4 separate regions of the Mus musculus genome follow, and regions 1, 3 and 4 are each linked to region 2. The links are chromatin contacts, called in public HiChIP or PLAC-seq and promoter capture Hi-C maps. All regions are on one chromosome and are shown on one strand. The core of a region is the stretch at or near the end of the contact, and the rest is flanking DNA. Distances in the headings are between cores, read along the strand shown.

Region 1 (2,820 bases), core at 138-2,637, 160 kb before region 2:
GTTTTTTTACCTCAGTAAATACATTTCAATAATACTAAATGCAAAGTTATAATTTATTTCCTGAATCTTCTATTGTTGGAGAATAATATTGCCTATTTGTCTAGGGGATGGTGTTTCGTTGATATTATTGTATGGCAGCAACCAGCATCATTTTCTGGATATATTCCAAATAATGGGTAAAACCTATGACCTTTTAAGGACTTTGATCCTCCATCAGCTGGGATAGGCTAACTGTTAAAACAAACACCCCTGAGTCAATGGGGCATAAGATAAGGATTTAATAGTGTCTGCAAATTCCTTTCTCTGCGTCTTTAACAATTAGGAGGATGGCACGTTGTTTGTGTCTTTTTTCTATAGATTGCATGGGAAGTCATGGCTCCTCTGCACAGATGCAGTGTGCCTGTTTCTGATCTCAGAAGGGTTGTCACTAGACAACAGACAGTAGGACTCATATGCCTGACTCCTTTCAGAACAGCCACCAAGTTACTGCATTCAACTCTGTTTCCCTTACCCCCTTCTAATTCTTCCTGCAGAACAAGTGTCGTGTGCAAAATGGGCCACCTTTTCCAGGATCCAGCCCCAAGCTCTGTGCCCCAAATCACCTCTGAATGCAAGGTCACCAAACTGTCCTAGCTTAAAAGACAAGTTTGATTTGGGGGCACGGGTGGGGACAGACTCCAGGGAATAGAACTAAAAGGTGAAAATAGCATCCCAGGGTTGACTTGGTACATTGGCTTTGACCAAATCTCCCAGTGTCTTGTCCTTTGGCGTTTAGTGTCTCGGCAGAGCATTAGCATAGCGAAATCAGCAAGAACTGAGAAATTGTAACAGAAGCCATAGAACTGTGTAAGAGCTGTTCCTTCGCGTGCACCAGGTTGATGAACGCTGGCTCATGTCTGACCTGTGGTTTCCTCCTTGTTTTGAGACTGAAGCATAGTTATTCGAAGATAATGCTTTTGAATGGCCTCTTGTCTACATCTGTACTGGACTCCCAACTGTTGCCTGATGATCAGTTAGGGCTGGCCCCTTGCAAAGCAATGTTTCCAGGGAGGTGAGCAAAAGAATTCTTCAAAAAGTATATTTGTCCAAGGACCTCTGAGAACCAAGCCACAGCATTCCTATAGGTAGTGTGTGTGTGTGTGTGTGTGTGTGTGTGTGTGTGTGTGTGTGTGTGTGTTTTCTTATGTGTCGGCCTACCCAGTCCCCACCTCCACTGCCTTCCCCAAGAGGCAGCCTCAGACTCTGGACCTCTTGACTGAGTGACTCACACTAAATCTAGCATTTATAACCTAGAAAAAGAAACAGGAAGTGGCTTACAGAGCCAGGGTACAGCTCAGGGAAGGGCTCCAGTGTCGTTGGCCTCAGATGAGATGGTAAACGCAGACAGAAGTGTGGTGTAGCAAGCATCTCTCTTTCCTCCCGTTACCATGGTGCCTTCTGGTTGGGGCTGGACCATCTCAGTGGAGTTCCTAGGTGCATGATCGTGGCATAGGGGTCACTGCTTCTGGGCCAATGACTCTTTCCAACGTGAGGTCTTGTAAGATGATAAGCTCTTCTCTGCAGTGGCCTTGGACCTTTGACACAGCTTTTATCAATCAGCCTTATAAGGAGAAGTGCTTAAGTGGATGCGGTGGTAAACGCCTGCGATCCCCGTGCTTGGGAGGTAGATGCAAGAGGACAGAGAGTTCCTGGTCATCTTTGGATCTTTGACTACATAGGGAATTCTAAGCCAGCCTGGGTTACTCAATCCAGGAAATGTGTTCAAACACCATGAACTTGGAAAGTGTATACCTAGGACACCATGAACTTGGAGACTATACCTAGGATTACACTGTGACACCCATAGAAGGGCTTCCTTTATAGGCTGAGAAACAAAAGTCCATTGTTACCCTGGGTCCCCAGAGTCTGGGTCCCCAGAGGAGTGCTCCAGTGGTGTGGTTAGCACTGTCCTGGGTGTGGCCCTAGGGTCTTCTGCCCAGGGTGGTGGGAGTGTGTGTGGCTGATGGGGGAGAAAAGAGCAGAGGGCTAGCCTTCCAGTACATACCCAGGCATCCATTTCTGATTCTCTCAGGACTGAAGGGTAGCAGGCAGCTGAGCCATCCCCACTCCTACCCTCAGAGCCTCTAACTAGTTCTCCTAGCTCCCCATCCTCTCACTGATGTCTTCCCACAGGCTTACCCTTGTCATGGCAGGGTGGTGCCAAGACACTGTGGAGGCCTTTCCCATGCAGACTCAGTGCAACTATCTGTAATGGCCTCTTTAGGCCAGGGTCTCCAAGTACCAATTTATGGAGAAATGGTTGTAGCACAGACTGGTTCTTGGCCTGCTCTGCAGCCCTCCAAGAACCATGTTTCCCCAGGCCTAAAGGTCTGGTTCTAAAAGCACCTGTTCCTCTAGACCGGTCCATAGAGTAGAGGGCCTGTAGCCAACCAGTCGTATTTTTCCTTTGGATGAAGATAACTTGCTTCCTTTTCAGCCTCTTGTGACGTTTGGAAACGATCCCAGAAGTAGAGGGGATCACTAGCCTGGAGAAGCCATTTGAGGCCTAACACAGCTCTTTCAGGAGGGATTAGACGGAGGCCAGATTATCGAGCAGTTTCCCTCAGCCCTGGCTTGCCACAGTGACAGCATTACCCAAGCTTTTCCATAAGCAAAAGGGCTTGCTGCTTCAGGAGTCTGTGCTCTCTCGGTGTCCTTCAGAAACAGGCAGAGAAGGTCACTTCCTGTCACAGACCGGGCGGGATTGGAATCCACTGGCTTCTCCTCAGAAAGAATGCTGATTCTAAGATAACGTCAGGAAAGGACGAAAACTGCCTCTAC
Region 2 (3,138 bases), core at 427-2,926:
TCCAAGACTCTGTATATGTTTTGGCTGTACATTTAGCCTTCTACTTGTATTTAGGATAGAATAAAAAACTGATGCTTACTACAAAATGCTGTGTTTTAGATCCCTTTCGAGTGCTGGAAGCTTGGTGCCAGGTGTAGCGGTGAAAGCCTTTAAAAATCAGAAATGCTATTGTTCTTGAGAGAAACCAGTTTCACTCATGAAGAAGCTATCATAAGAAGAAGCCTGGCGCGTGCACCCCTGCTGCTTCCGTCTCACCTCGGAACTGCCCCCTCTCTTTCCATGTGCTTCCCTCAAGATGCTGGAATGTAGCAGGGGGGCTGCCCTTGTTAGATTGAAATAGATGTGGCTACTCAGTTTCAGAGTTCCAGCTGCTAAAACTGTGAACTTTGTACATTGTTTAACTGTTGGTATTTTGTTACAACAATAGAAACTAGATTAACACATTTGCCAACATTAAAGGTTTATGATCTATCTGGGCATGATAGTATGTACCTGCAATTCCAATACCAATGAGGCTGGAATCAGAGGGAGACTGAGGACAGCCTGGCTTATAGGGTGAGTTTAGACTAACCTTGACTATATAGCATGCCCTGTCTCAAAAGCAGAGTAATTACAAAAATCCTTATGTTTTTAGATATACAAATTTGACACTTTCCCTGCTTTCTTTTGCTTTTTTGGTCACCCATTCTAAGAACTTATAGCGATGTGAATGCTAATGACTTTAAACTTTTAAATACATGTTTCACTGATTTTAAAATTCCTCCAGTTTCTAAATGTGTTGGTAATTTCAGCACTCAAAAAGGCAGAGACAAGAAAATTCAGAGTTCTAAGGTGTCCTGGGCTACATAGAAAGACCCTGTATCAAAAATGACCATGACAACCACCCCCCCACACACACACACCTTCCACTGTCCAAAACTAGTAGATTTTTGTTCTTAGTTTTAGATTTGTTTATTACTAACATTAGAACTTTTAAAAAGAAAAATTTAGACGAATTAACTATCGTATATTTGAACCCTGAATAATTTATGTATGAATTGGTAGCATGCAGAACTTGAAGCAGTTTAGAGAACGCTGGGGTGTGGGAGGAGAACTTTTTCTCCTTCTCCCATGGGAACTCTTACTTTATTTTTATCTGACATCTTTACTTAGTGAATTTTTGAGTATTTGAGGTGCCAAGAATTTATGAAACTCGGGCTATATAGAACCCCACCCCATTCAACTTGAATGAGAATTCTACAGTATGCCGCAGAATCCTATTTCGGAGAGTAGTACCCAGCAAAATAGGAACCCATCTCTACGGCTTGTCAGAGTCAGGGAAAACCAACCGTTGGTTTTTGTCTAGTCTCAAATTCGCGTTTAGAAAGACCCCTTGCTCTTCCATCCTGAGCGATAGCGCCTTCCTGGGGCAACTGATTAATGGTTAATGACCTACAGGATCCTAATGGAGACCCATTTTAATCCCCAAACAAGGGGACGGGATTAACCCGGTCATTGTTCAAGGAAAGGACGCAGTTTCGAGAAGGTAGTTAGTTCTATGTCGAGTTTTTTTTACACAGTGAAAAAAATAATTGATCATGATTTGACAACAAACTTCGGTTAAATAGCGCACTTTCACTATAAGTAATATTGGGTCATTTGGGTTGCCGTAGACACAAGCCAAGCGCTCATGCGCAGAAGCATAGTGGTCCTGCGTCGGCTCAGTCCCTGAAAGGACTGCGGTAGCGACACGCAGCCTAGCCATGAAGAGCCGGTTCAGCACGGTTGACCTCCGCGCAGTGCTCGCGGAACTGAATGCGAGGTATGGTGGTGGGAGTGGACAGGCTCGTTCACAGCAGAGGGAGCGGAGGCCGGGCACCGGGTGGTCGCGAGACGGAGAGCCTCACGGTCGTCCCGGTGCCTCGGGGATTCTCTAGGCCTGGGGGCCGAGCCCGGGGCCGGTGCCCCCGGGAGACACCCCCCCCCCCCCCCCCCCCGGGGACCGTGCCTGATGCTGCATCTCCCTGGCGCTGATTCCGAGAGGTCTTGCCGGGGTGGCCTGAGTCCCGCAGCGAGCGTTTGGTAGAACGGGAGTGATCGTCTTTGCTCCAGACTGGCGGCCTGGCTTCTTCAGAATTCCCGTCCTTCTTCCCAAAGAGAAGTAGCAGGGCCTTCCAGCTGAAATGGGCAGATTTGGACCTGTGTCCTGGACTTGTCGCCTATTCAGCTGTGTGAGCTTTGTCGCATTTTCGGGGACTCGGCTACTTCCTCCGCTCCGAATAAGTCATTTAGACTTAATTTTACTGTATTTACACCCCCCACCCCACCCCAGCACTAGTAGTCTGGTGTTACTGAGATCAACAGGCCACTTTTGTGCTTAAAAGTCTACATTTAATTTGAGGATACCTTTATAGGCGGTGGAGGTATCTTAGCGGAAGAGTTCCTTTTCCACAACACCAATAAATGATGGAAAGTTTTGCTTCAACCAAGAACAATGATTTGTTATATGTTTCTTTTTTTTTCAGCTTGCTAGGAATGAGAGTAAACAACGTTTATGATGTGGATAACAAGACATATCTTATTCGGCTTCAAAAGTAAGAATATTTTATAAGATTGTTTTTGGTAAATTATGATATATATATATATATATATATCCTGCATTTTAGGTTTTGTTTTTTTAAATTCAGAGAATAAGTTTTGGCAAATTCCCTAAAGAAAAATTTGGCTTTCTCTTGAACAGACCTGATTTTAAAGCTACACTGTTACTTGAGTCTGGTATACGTATTCATACAACAGAATTTGAGTGGCCTAAGAACATGATGCCGTCGAGTTTTGCCATGAAGGTAAATTTTAAGTTTGGAGCTAATTTTTAAAACTCCATTTATCTATCTATTTATCATGTATGTATGTATGTGTGTGTGTGTGTGTGTCTGTGTAGGTGGAAACAACAAACAGGTACAACTTGGGGCTCTCAAGTGAATGTCAGAAGACAACCTGGGGGGGAGTCAGTTTTGCTGTGAGATGAGGGGTCAGGGGTAAGATCCAACTTAAATCCCCAGACTTGATCCATGTGCCTTAATCTGCTGACCTGGAACTTGCTTCATTGTTGTTGTTGTTGTTGTTGTTGATCCATGTGCCTTAATCTGCTGACCTGGAACT
Region 3 (2,939 bases), core at 91-2,590, 180 kb before region 2:
TTTGTCTTTATGCGCTGTAAGTATGGCCCTCCCCCCAGCCTCTGTTGTGGTTGGTGGTGGGAGCTCAGGGAAGTGTGACTCATTGGGAGGTGGAAAATCTCTAGGCCTCTGGATGCTGAGATATGGGTTCCATGTGGCTTTTGGAGACTTACTGTCAGGCCAGCAAATGCAGAGATGGAGAAAAAGGGGGTGTAAAGGCCTGTGAACGGAAAGAGGCAGAGAAACAGAGAGAGGAAGAAGCCAGAAGAAAGAGAACGGAATAGGAGGCTTGGTCAGTGGTCAGCCTGGGGACTTGAGAGGCAGCAGATGGTAAAAGAGCCTGAGATTCCAGAGAATGGACCAGACCACCCCGGTCCAGGAATGCCATCCAAAGAAGTCCTTGGGCCATTGCACCTCTAGTGTAAGACATGGAGGAACCCTGGCACACGACACCATCTTGGGTTCTGACTGTTGCACACCCAGAGCTAAGAGAGGCCCAGCTCCATCAGAAACCACCACACTATTGGGACTGTGACCCAAAATGTCTCAAGCCAAGGAACATCTCCAAATCTAAACCTTCTTTGCTTCAGAGCCTCAGAAGTCAGGGCTAAGCCAGTACCGGCTCCCAAGAAAAGTTGGTTGAGAGCCTTAGCCCACCTATTGGTCATCTTGCTTTATGAGAAACTACAGCTACGAAGTAAGCTGGCTCTGGTTGGGAAGACTCCATGCCCCCCATGAAGAACAACAAATGGGGCTACCTCTGCCCTGTAGTGTCTGGGGACACTGGGGACAGGAGTTAGTTTACTAGCCCTGATGAGAGAGCCTGATTTCAGAGGCTAGCTTAGTGGCTGTGAAATGGGGAAGTGAACAGGGCTTTGTTCTCTCTTGTGGCTCTGCCCAGGGTTGAAACAGGAGCAAAACATTTGGCTGAGCTTTGCTGGATTCAGCTCATTCCCTCTTCTCCCCTCCTTTGCCTCTTAATTGTTTTTAACAATTTCTGCACATAGGCAATGGAGCCTGGAACCTTCTGGGAGAACCTGCCCTTTTTATGCAGACAGGGACGAGCAGAGACGCTTGGGCAGGTCTGTTCTTGCTGCAGGAAGCAAAAGATGCCTTCAGACCATACTCTGTGCCAGGGCCTGGGGGTCTCCCAAGAAGCTGGGCCTCACAGTGTCTGTAAGAAGCCCTTGAAGAGGCCAGACCCTCCTCGGGAATATGTAAGAGCCGGGTGTGGCTGGCCAGTGGAAAGATTAGAGAGCTACCCAGTCCAGTTAAGTCCCTTGAGCTTGTCAAGTGGAGACCGGACCCAGATTCCCCCAAAGCCAGCGGTTGAGAGAGAGCCTCCTGTGAGCCTGTTTCCTGTTATGACCTGTCTCTACACGCCGCGGAGTAACTGCGAAACAACTGCAGTGACTAAGCTTTATAAATAGGACATTGAGAGTTAAAAAGTACAGGAAATTCCCAGAGTCTCCCGTGGAGTCTTATTTTAGATGTGCAGCTCATAGAGAAGCCAGGGTCTCTCATTCCGCACCCGCAGCGCCTCTGCCCTGCCTGATCGGAGGGGAACTGGAGTGGAGGGGTCTTTCTGGGTCCCTGCTCAGGGACCCGCCCAGCACTTCTCTCTTGCCTTACTAACTTTCTCTTACTGGCTCCCAGGAAGGAAGCACGTTTGTAATTAGCACTTTGTGGATTCACACCCATGCCTGACTCACTCCTGATCAAGAGATTAATCACACACTCAGTTCCCGCTGAACGCGAAATGAGCATGTAACCCGACCATGAGAGATAAAGCGAGCCCTCTGAGTGGGAGCAAGGTGCCCTGGACTTTTGGTCATCTTTCCTCTCCTCCATCATTGGTGACATTTTTTTTTTGGTGGAAAATCCAGTTTGGGATTAGTTGCTCAGTGGTTCCTGCTGCCGCAGGGGTTGGCTGTAGCAGGGACAGAAAGAGCTAGTGGCAGCAAGGAGTTGCAGGCTCTGAAGCTGAAGGGCTCAGCTACTCGGGTTTCAGATCGAAAGGCTGTTCAAATATTTGCCCAACAACTCCCAGTGTGCTTTGGAACAAGCCACAGGAGGAGCCCTCGCTGAGTCACGGGAAGTGCAGGCATTCTACAGAAATGTGGATGCAGGCAGGTTTACTAACTCTGGCTTCTCCGCATTGCATTCATAATTAGCCAGGCTGTCTCTCACCAGTGGCCTGGTGACACCGGAGGACTCTGCTGCTAGGCAGCTCAATGTGGTGGCACCTTCTACAGTTTTTGCCAGGAACCTTGGGAGGCACACTCGGTCTTCCTCCAGTAGCTGAGTCTGCCCACGGTTTTCTGACCGGCAGAATTGTATCCTCGGCGACCAGTGTCAGCGACCAGTGTGATCTTTCTTCTACAATTATGTCCCCAAAGATTCTAAATTCACCAAGTTCAAAACAAACACCCACACTGGCTGGGTTGCCTTTCCCATCAATGAATGGCCTCACCTCCTCCTACTCGCTCTGTTTGAAAACGGTGCATCCACGAATCTGCAGCTCCTGACCACCTGGCCCTCCCTGGCTAAAACTGCCTCTCCCTGCTGTTGTCCTGGGTTACAGGAGGCTCCCAAATCCCTCTTTACCTTCTGAAAGGCATAGTTATACCATAGCTTGACCTCCACCCCCCATCCCTTTCTGATTCTAGGGTAAACACAGGACCTCATTTGAGTTCATCAGAGCCCTTCCCTGGGATTTTGTTTTCCAAGTGCCAGCAGGGTTAGGCACTCCTATCTTCTATAAATGCCAGCTGGAAGACTAGAAATTCAGGGTAGCTTTGGCCAAGTACCACGTGCTGTGTAGAAAAATCACTTGCAGCAGAGAGGGAGGTCGTGCTGAGATCGCTGCATGCATCTCATTGTGTTATCGTTGTACCACGTGGCACAACCTGCATTTATTTTTCCTCATGATTAAAATCATAACAAATTGTGTGTGTATA
Region 4 (3,175 bases), core at 83-2,582, 200 kb before region 2:
CAGGAGAATTCTGGATACTAGGTACTGGATCTTGCTACCTTCCTATCTGACCAGATCTTCACATAGCATATAGCTTTGCTGTGTGGTCTGACAGTGCCTTAGGGTTTTCATTGCTATGAAGAGGCACCATGGCAGTTCTTATAAAGGAAAGCATTTAATTGGGGCTGGTTTACAGTCTTAAAGGCTTAGTCCATCATCATCATCATGGGAAGCATACTAGCACACAGGCAGACATGGTGCTGGAGAGGACGCTGAGAGTCTGACATCTGGATCCACAGGCAGTAGAGAGAGTGACACTAGGCTTGGCTTGAGTACCTGAAACCTTAAACCCAGGGACACTTCTTCCAACAAGGCTGCACCTCCTAATCTTTCTAAGTAGTGCCACTCCCTGATGGCTAAGCATTCAAATCTATGACATATGTAGGCTGGGTTTTTTGTTGTTGTTGTTGTTTTGGTTTTTTGAGACAGGGTTTCTCTGTGTAGCCCTGGCTGTTCTGGAACTGACTCTGTAGACCAGGCTGGCCTTGAACTCAGAAATTCGCCTGCCTCTGCCTCCCAAGTGCTGGGATTAAAGGTGTGAGCCACCACTGCCCAGCTGGAGGCTGTTCTTATTCAAACCACCATTGACCGGGAAGTCAGAAGATAACAAATCTACTGAATGAATGTACAAACCAATTAAAATGTTTTAAACTGTGGTGAGAGGGAGTATGAAATCTGATTTCCTTGGGTTGACATGTTCATGACAGAGAAGGAGAAAATCATGTGACCTTTTCCTGCCGGGGCCTCGGAGATGGTCACCATGTAAGGCATTTTCTGTATTTATCAGCACCAGCTAGCACTCCAGCCCCTCGTGCCTGTGGAGGCCAGAAGAGGACATCAAATTCTCTGGAACGGGAGTTACAGATGGTTGTGAGCTGCCACGTAGGTGCTGGGAATTGAACCTCTAATCTTAACCATTGAGCTGTCTCTCCATGCTGTTTCAGATAAACAAGTAGAACTCAGCCTTACAAAAGCCACCTTCCCTCTAAATGCATCTCGGGGTGTGTGTTCTAGGCTCAGCATAAGCTAAAGCGACTTCTCCACCCAAGCCTTTTGAGATTTCAGCTGTTCCTCTGCTTCATGCATTTCACAGATTCCCACATAGGCTGGAGGGCTTAATTAGTGCTAAGTCATATAGTGGTGGAGAAACACTGCTGGCTGCAGACATAGCAGGAGAAAATTAAAGCTGTCAGCTGTGACAAGCTTTGCAGATTAGCCCTGAACTCACCATGATGTAAGTTCTGGCCTTGCCCTTTATTTCCAAGGACGGCACAAACTCAACCACATTATTAACTTGTCCACATGTGGTATGACTTTACTGTGTCCTTTCACAGCACATATTGGCAGTGGATGCCCGGCCTTGTTAAAACTCCTGCTTCCATGCTAGAAACTGAATCTCCTATTGAGTCAGACCCAGGTTACTCTATCAACAAAATGTGCCCAGCGGTCTACCCAAGCTTGGCTCTAAACTAGGCCCCATGGGAGAAATAAAGGAAACATGAAGTTGAACGCAAGCAAACTGGAACACAAAGAGTAGACAGGCTAGCTGGCAGGCTGAGGGAGCAGACCGTGGAGAAAACAGTAGGCCTGGATTCGTGGGGTGCTGGCATAAACAGATCAAAGGTCCTGATTGGTGTGGTATGCTGCAGAGTCCAGGCTGGATTCCTGCCTCCTCCAGCCTCCAGGACTTGAAGTTCCAGGAGTGTGGGCAGGTCACATAATTCCTGATCCTTGTCCCCTCCCCCACTAAGTCAAACAGCACAGAGATTCCCAGGCTTAAAAGAGCAAAAGGAGAGAGATTGCTCTGACAGAATTCTGTGAAGACAGTCTACACTGTGGGCTATATGGGACACACGGGATTTTAATGCGTGACATAAGACTGTTCTTAGAGCAGTGTGGCCCAGAGACGCTGAAAGACCCCCGATTTTCTGCTCGGTCTTCCAAGCCCATGGGCAGAGGCAGCTGACAATGGTGGAGCTGATGTTTAAGTCCTGATTCCTGAAGTGAAACTGTAAGCATGACCTTGTTTAGAAATTGAATCCTTAAGCTGGACAGTGGTGGCACACACCTTTGATCCCAGCACTTGGGAGGCAAAGGCAGGCAGATTTCTGAGTTCAAGGCCAGCCTGGTCTTGAAAGACCCCCCTGGTGGGCAGTCAATCAATCTGAGGAGACCCTCCCAAGGATCAGCGAGTCCACGATTCGGATGTAAACAGCAAGAGGCTTTATTGGGAACACGGGTACCCGGGCGACTCAGTCTATCGGAGGACTGGCGCGCCGAGTGTGGAGTTTTTACCCTTTTTATAGGGCTAGGGCTGGGGAGCAAAAAGCGCGGTTACAGAAGCGAGAAGCGAGCTGGTTGGTTAGTTCGAATAAGGTTTGGGGTACTTCCCGGTCATTTGGGGAAACTGAGGTGGGACTTTTTAGATCTAAACAATGTCTATTTTCAAGAAATGGGTAGGGGAGGGGTACAAGGAAAGAGTCTAATGAAGGTTCAGCAATGGGCACATATCTGGTCAGAACATTGGCAGACACACAGGTTCAAGGAGTGACCAGAGCACTGTGCACCTCTATTTTTCTAAATCAGTGAAGCTAGTTCTGCTAACACTGACGTCTATCGGGGCTTCTGTGTCTGTTGCTGGTTCCGCTTTATCTGAGAACCATCTGTTCTTGGCCCTGAGCCGGGGCCCAGGTGCTTGACCACCGATATCCTGTTCGGCCCCTGTCCCAGTGCTATTCAGCCTTGATCTTTAACTGTTAATCTATAACTGAACTTCCTTGTAACTTTTGAGAACCCAGCTCTGGTACTTTTTCATGCCTTGCAAAATGGCGTTACTGCAGCTAGCTTGCTAAGCCTTATGGTGGGGTCTTTCATTCCCCCCTCTTTCTGGAAACTGAATAAAATCTTTTATTCACGTGATTCCACTTCTTCTGGACCTATTGATTTGAGTTGGTGATACTGTTGGGTCAGAACCAGGGCCTGCACCACCGAAATTCTGTCTTTTACAAACTGGACCAAGCGGTTGAGAATACAGGGTCCGAAGAGTAGGATTAATAAGAGTATTATCAAGGGGCCCATAATGGTGGATATCAAGGTCGTGAACCATGGGGACCTGTTAAACAGTCCCTCAAACCAC

Evidence for each region. Promoter capture Hi-C pulls out the DNA fragments that hold promoters and counts their contacts. HiChIP or PLAC-seq counts read pairs in DNA pulled down with a chosen protein or histone mark.
Region 1: an H3K4me3 HiChIP or PLAC-seq map of bone marrow-derived macrophages shows a contact between it and region 2, with 6 times the contacts expected there. The contact joins the enhancer-like site here to the promoter of Nemf in region 2. A contact is called at or near these places in 6 of 39 promoter capture datasets (the C10 cell line, the HPC-7 cell line, cranial neural crest and 3 more), 2 of 15 datasets of contacts at CTCF or cohesin (large pre-B cells and pro-B cells), 28 of 484 Hi-C or Micro-C datasets (the 3T3-L1 cell line, B cells, CD4 T cells and 18 more), 23 of 115 datasets of contacts at active chromatin or transcription factors (the 230-238 cell line, CD8 T cells, the HPC-7 cell line and 20 more) and 4 of 9 other capture datasets (adipose tissue, liver, macrophages and 1 more).
Region 3: a contact with region 2 is called in an H3K4me3 HiChIP or PLAC-seq map of the 230-238 cell line, with 39 read pairs. The contact joins the enhancer-like site here to the promoter of Nemf in region 2. A contact is called at or near these places in 13 of 39 promoter capture datasets (the 3T3-L1 cell line, the C10 cell line, the HPC-7 cell line and 8 more), 3 of 15 datasets of contacts at CTCF or cohesin (CD8 T cells, the NIH/3T3 cell line and large pre-B cells), 20 of 484 Hi-C or Micro-C datasets (the C2C12 cell line, CD4 T cells, the HPC-7 cell line and 14 more), 37 of 115 datasets of contacts at active chromatin or transcription factors (the 230-238 cell line, CD8 T cells, the HPC-7 cell line and 28 more) and 4 of 9 other capture datasets (adipose tissue, liver, macrophages and 1 more).
Region 4: a promoter capture Hi-C map of pre-B cells shows a contact between it and region 2. The contact joins the enhancer-like site here to the promoter of Nemf in region 2. A contact is called at or near these places in 13 of 39 promoter capture datasets (the C10 cell line, the HPC-7 cell line, cranial neural crest and 9 more), 2 of 15 datasets of contacts at CTCF or cohesin (the NIH/3T3 cell line and large pre-B cells), 8 of 484 Hi-C or Micro-C datasets (B cells, ECoMG myeloid progenitors, bone marrow-derived macrophages and 4 more), 30 of 115 datasets of contacts at active chromatin or transcription factors (the 230-238 cell line, the HPC-7 cell line, the SCID.adh cell line and 22 more) and 5 of 9 other capture datasets (adipose tissue, embryonic stem cells, liver and 2 more).

What each region holds. Positions count from the first base shown.
Region 1 is chr12:69,515,203-69,518,022 of GRCm38.p6, reverse strand. No RefSeq gene overlaps it. Among named protein-coding and RNA genes, the nearest start is that of Gm31512, 19 kb to the right of the region's middle. Within about 2 kb of position 1,387, at least 155 of the 459 cell types and tissues checked have an H3K27ac peak or open chromatin away from gene starts, as enhancers often do. A contact at or near this core is called in B cells, CD8 T cells, the HPC-7 cell line and 19 more, where this site is marked.
Region 2 is chr12:69,355,714-69,358,851 of GRCm38.p6, reverse strand. Nemf (nuclear export mediator factor) reads left to right here and starts at 1,676. Exons shown (of 33, transcript NM_025441.3): 1 at 1,676-1,801; 2 at 2,505-2,573; 3 at 2,720-2,822. The coding sequence starts at 1,743.
Region 3 is chr12:69,536,627-69,539,565 of GRCm38.p6, reverse strand. No RefSeq gene overlaps it. Among named protein-coding and RNA genes, the nearest start is that of Gm46353, 13 kb to the left of the region's middle. Within about 2 kb of position 1,340, at least 346 of the 459 cell types and tissues checked have an H3K27ac peak or open chromatin away from gene starts, as enhancers often do. A contact at or near this core is called in the 230-238 cell line, the C2C12 cell line, CD8 T cells and 37 more, where this site is marked.
Region 4 is chr12:69,554,843-69,558,017 of GRCm38.p6, reverse strand. No RefSeq gene overlaps it. Among named protein-coding and RNA genes, the nearest start is that of Gm46353, 5.7 kb to the right of the region's middle. Within about 2 kb of position 1,332, at least 65 of the 459 cell types and tissues checked have an H3K27ac peak or open chromatin away from gene starts, as enhancers often do. A contact at or near this core is called in extraembryonic endoderm stem cells, intestinal villus epithelium and pre-B cells, where this site is marked.